2 separate regions of the Podarcis muralis genome follow, and region 1 is linked to region 2. A link is a contact called in public Hi-C data. All regions are on one chromosome and are shown on one strand. Each heading gives the region's core, a stretch centred on a gene start, on an enhancer-like site or on the middle of the called end of the contact. The rest is flanking DNA. Distances are from core to core; before and after follow the strand shown. Region 1 holds the start of FITM2 (fat storage inducing transmembrane protein 2). Region 2 holds the start of TTPAL (alpha tocopherol transfer protein like).

Region 1 (2,704 bases), core at 112-2,611, 140 kb after region 2:
TTTTGTCGTTCTGCTCTGTGCTCTTTCTAGCTTGGTACAGTGGTACCTCAGGTTACATACACTTCAGGTTACAGGCTCCACTAACCCAGAAATATTACCTCGAGTTAAGAACTTTGCTTCAGGATGAGAACAGAAATCGTGCTCTGGCGGCACGGCAGCAGCAGGAGGCCCCATTAGCTAAAGTGGTGCTTCAGGTTAAGAACAGTTTCAGGTTAAGAACTGATCTCCGGAACGAATTAAGTACGTAACCTGAGGTACCACTGCATTTATAATTTTGTGAAATGCATTGAAGTGTGGATGCACCACTGATATTGGCAGGGACATACCTAAACAACTACCTGACATTCAGAAGACATCTGAAGGCAGCCCTGTTCAGGGAAGTTTTTAATATGTGACATTTTAGTGTATTTTTTATCTTTGTTGGAAGCCGCCCAGAGTGGCTGGGGAAACCCAGCCAGATGGGCGGGGTACAAATAATAATAAATAATAATAATAATAATAATAATAATTATTATTATTATTATTATTATTATTATTATTATTATTATTATTATCTAACTCCTAATACATTTTCCTCACGTTGCATCTGCTTCTGCATAGCCATAGCGCATTGAACAAACATTTTGAGGAAAAATCCGTAAGGACTTCATGCTCCATGGTTAATGTCCAGTTGAGTGGCCAGATGCCAAAGACGGGAAGAGGAAAATTCAACAGGTGTAGCTTGTCACACAGTTAATTGTGCATTGAACATCTCCATCAATGTGGAGATTAGGTTGATGCAAAGGAGAACAGCTGTCAAGAGTAGCGTGGAAAAGGGGATTTCAGAAAGTGAAGCTTTTGGGACTTTGCAACTTGGCTAACAACACCTGGGAGCAGGCCGAATAAACCTTCACCTAACAAAAGCCCCTCCTTCTACACAATGATTGCCGCCAATCATTTCGACACATGATTTCGCTCACTCAGGGCCGGCCCTAACATTAAGCAAGAGTGGGCAACTGGGGTGAGGCAACTGCGCAAAGCAAACACTTTTGTGCACACAGGCAATTGTGCATGTTAAGAGTGCAACCTCTCCTACTCTTCCTTTTTAAAATTCATTTATTTATTAGAGAAGCCTGCTCCTCCTTTACATGCTTACTCAACAATAACCTCCACCTAAATCTTAACTGAAGTGAACACCTAAGCGTGACGAAATCAGGCCAAGGTTATTCAGCGCCCTGCGCAGGCGCAGACGGGAGGCGCCTAAAGTGACGGTTAGGAGGACTTCGCCGCGCGCGCGAGGCCGCTGCACGCGCCGCCCGAGAAGGCGCCTGCGCAGTTGGGGGAGAGAAAAGGACAGGCCCACTTGCGGCGGGGCGGGGCCCGAGCGACGCGAGGCTGTGACGCAGCACGTCGGCCGGGCGTCCTCTTGGCCGGCGGTCACCGGCTGGCCGCCCTCTGCAGCGGCGTCGAGTCCTCCTCGGAGCCTTGGCGATGGAGTACATGGACCGTTCGGCGCGCTTCTTGCGCCCTTACCTGGTGCGCGACGCGGCGCGGAGGACGATGCCTTTGGGGCTGCTGGGCCTCATGCTGGGCGGCTGCGTCATCAAGGAGTGGGCGCCGCTGCCGGAGACCTACATGAGCAACAAGCGCAACCTGCTTAACATGTGAGGGGATGTGAGGAGAAGGAGGAGGGGCCTGGCGTTGATTGACAGGGAGGGGAGGGGGCTGAGAGGATGGGGCAGCTTGACATGGGGGGCACTTTAACCTTGGGGGGGGGAATCTGAAGGGAGGGCAGGGTAGGGGGCGTATCTTACCAGGAGCTGTTGCATGAGGAGGTTGTTGCCCTTCTGCAAATAAGGGTGAGACCCTGTCAGAAAAAGCGGCTTTTGTTTACTGGGGTTTGATTTTATTAGGGCGAGAAGCCATGTAGCCAGCAGTGAAGCAAAAAGCAATAAATGCAGTAACCGCTTGCCTAATCCCAGATGTGGAGAAAGCGTGCTGTCTTGATTAAGCGGATTATCTTTCTAGGTGTGGCAGGAGCCAGTAATTTTCGTGATGGTAGTGGATTCTCTCCTGGCCACGTGCATTTAGGAAGTTGAGTCCATCTAGCGCATCCATGACTTTGGCCCTCCAGATGTTGTAGCCCAGCAACATCCAGGGTTTCCTTTTCAGTAGCTCTCCAGGTTTTGGACAAGGGTCTTTTCCAGCCCCACCTGGAGATGGTGCAGATTGAACTTGGGAACTTCTGCATGCATGTGCTCTGCCACTAAACTCCAGCCCAAATTTAGAAGCATTAGCTGGGATGCTGGACCCTCTTGCAGATGTCCCTCTTGCTGCAGGTCATTCTTGATCTGTTTCTCAGCTTGCTCCTCCTAGATACCTTTAGCTTCCTTTGAACTAATTTAATTTCTGAGAAATAGTTCATTTTGAATTTTCAGATTTCAATAAATAAATTTTATTGGGGTTTATTATGCTAGCCAAAGGCCATGGTAACATCCAAAGGAAGGAAAGGAAAGGAAAACAACAACAGTCGCAACATACAGTGGTGCCTCGCAAGACGAAATTCATTCGTTCCGCAAGTTTTTTCTTCTTGCGAGTTTTTCGTCTTGCGAAGCACGGTTTCCCATAGGAATGCATTGAAAATCAATTAATGCGTTCCTAGGGAAACCGCTTGCCAGGCTGGCGGTGCGGAGAAGGGCTTTTCTCCCCACCGCAAGCCTTCAGG
Region 2 (2,700 bases), core at 191-2,690:
GCTGCTTTAGATGCATGGCATATCCACCGCCACTTTCTTTGAAAGCACATCACTCCTCCCAATTTCGTACACATCTGACTAGATCCAGACTAGGGCCGGATTTAGGTTTGATGAGGCTCTAAGCTACTGAAGGTAATGGGGCTCTTTATATGTCCAGCTGTCCTTTGTCAACAACAAATTGTCACTTTTTTGTGTTGAATATATGCTATATGGTAATTTATGGACCTAATAGGTTGCTGTATGTAGGTTTTATTTTATTTGTTTTTTATCTTCTATTTTGGAAATGTACATCCAGGTTTTTCCCCATTTATTTTTTTGGGTCCCCCCCAAGAGAGTGGGGCCCTAAGCTATAGCTTGTTTAGCTTGTAAATCTGGCACTAGATGTACGGCATGCCCACCGCCACCTTCTCTGAAAGCACATCTCTCCTCGCAATTTCGTACAAAGCAGGCTGGATCCAGGCCATGCCAGCCACACTTCTGACCCCACTGAACGCAAAATAAAGCGAAGAGCGACTCCCAAGCCCCATATGCATAGCTGTCAACGTTTCCCTTTTTTAAAGGGAAAATCCCTTATTCCATTTCCCCCCTCCAAATACTTTTTATTGCTTTTTTGTATCAACAACAAATAAAATAAATACTCTTACATTCAAAAATTTGTATGTCTTCTTATTTACCCTGCGCCTTATTGCGCCCGGACTTCCTTCCATCCCTTCAACGGTTTTCATGTCTCAAATCTTTTCTTACAGTTTCTTATTTACACTCCATCCACACCACAAGATTTACATTAACCCTGCTACAGTTTTTAAATTCTTACAATTACTCCGTATACATTCAACAAATTTACTCCAATCCTTTTTGAACTTTGGTTCCGAATCTTATAAAGTCAATCTCGCCAATTCTATGTATTCAAACATTTTTGTCTGCCACTCCATTAAAGTTGGGATTTCTTGGAAAATCCCTTATTCCGAATAGGATTCCTCGCAAGAAAAGGGAAAAGTTGGCAGCTATGCCCATATGTTTCAATGGAACCCAGGTAATTGGCTGGATCCGGGCTAGTTACTGGTCTTGAATCGCCTGCCAGTTTCGCTGGGCAGCCTTTCCCCCGCTCCCACCCGAGGGAAGAAAAACTCTCCCTCCTCACGAGTAACCTTAGGAAGCCTCCAGTTCCCTGGGAAACCGCGCGCGGCTTTTGCCGAAGCGACGTCCAGGAGGCAGCCCAAGTCCTCGGCTGGAGCCCGGCCACCGCCCGCCAGGCCTCCCCGGGCTCCCACCTCAGGAGGGGCAGCAGCAGACGCCAACACCTCCCTCCCGCCCTCCGGTCTCCCCGTCCCCGTCCCCTCACCGCAGCTCCAGCTCCACTTGAAACTGAAGGGACACTTTCCAGGAAGAAAACCCGCTCGCGACCCGGAAGCACTCGCGTGACATCACAAACCTCGGCCCGCCCTGAGTTAACCTAAGAACGCGCGGGTGGGCGGAGGGTAAACTAGACTGGGCATGCGCGGAATTCCTGGATGGCGGTGCAGTTGCGGAGTAAAGGGTCGCAGTCTGTTGGTTCGGAGCCGTAATTCCGGTTCCCGGTGTATGTCAGGGCTTAGAATCCACCTTGCGCAGGGTCAAGGGAGGGTAGAGGAAAGGACGGGAATCCAAGCTCTAATAAGGTAGAGTTAAAGAAGAGGTAGGGTTTTGTCTTTTTTTAAAAAAAAGATCGCAAGTGCTTTGAAATGACCCTGCTTTCTATCTATTTTATTTTATTATTAAAAAAAAAAAAAGCAGAAAAGAAACTGGCCAAAGGGCAATTCAGGAAAGACTCCTCCAGGGCACTTTTAGTGTGTTTGCTCGTCTTTGTACTTTGCACCTTTAAAAAGTTAATTTAAGGGCAGGATTAGATCTGTTGTCCGGATTCTGCGGCAGGGCTTTGAAATGCCCTCACCTGCTCTGCCCCAAACACTAAGGCTTTTAATGTAATCATGCAATATGCTTGGACCCAATAAGGTGTTATGCAAAAGGAAGCTTCTCTTCTTACATTAAGGCTCAGTGCTTGTTTTCATTACCCCTTAACGCATTCCTCTCCAACCCAGTTGTTTTAGACCACAACTCCAGAACATCTGGCCCATCAGATTGTGGTGTGAAACATCTGGAGTCAGTGGCAGACCTACAATTTTGGGTCCCTGAAGCATGGGTGTAGCCAGGATTTACGGTATGTTGGGGTGGGGGCAGAACCTCAATTAGTTAAGTATTTTTTAAATTTATTTATTTGACCCCCCTGGCAACGCCCATGCCCTGAAGCTTGAACTGTTGCAACAAGGTCTGAGCAGCCACTGTTATCTTCAATGGGGCTGTCCCATGTCATGTCACCACAATTTATTTATTTCTTAAATTAACTACATTTCAGATTGTATTGGATTATCTCATACTACATGAAGCACATTTTACAAAATACTCTTTATCTGGTTTTTCCTAGCAACATATTCAAGTACAGTTTCACCATTTGAGAGCGTTCCTGCGATGTCATTTTCTAGAGACAATATACATAAAGGATTTAAGCGCTCTTTAGCAGAACAGCCAACTGACCGTGACATTCCACCTTTGCAACATCTGTGCTACCGACTCTCAAACATCGGGGTTGTTGAATTATATTCAATCAAAAAATAATCAGTTTGATTTTGTTAAGTGATGTGGACAGTGGATTAGGGGCCCTGG

The links. Hi-C and Micro-C count contacts between places; a contact is called where the count stands out from the background.
Region 1: a contact with region 2 is called in a Hi-C map of blood, with 2.7 times the contacts expected there. The contact joins the promoter of FITM2 here to the promoter of TTPAL in region 2. A contact is called at or near these places in 2 of 3 Hi-C or Micro-C datasets (blood and tail).

Annotation. Positions count from the first base shown.
Region 1 is chr5:79,891,111-79,893,814 of rPodMur119.hap1.1, forward strand. FITM2 (fat storage inducing transmembrane protein 2) reads left to right here and starts at 1,362. Exons shown (of 2, transcript XM_028735077.2): 1 at 1,362-1,643. The coding sequence starts at 1,471.
Region 2 is chr5:79,752,977-79,755,676 of rPodMur119.hap1.1, forward strand. It overlaps TTPAL (alpha tocopherol transfer protein like), which reads right to left and starts at 1,441. Exons shown (of 5, transcript XM_028735068.2): 1 at 1,343-1,441.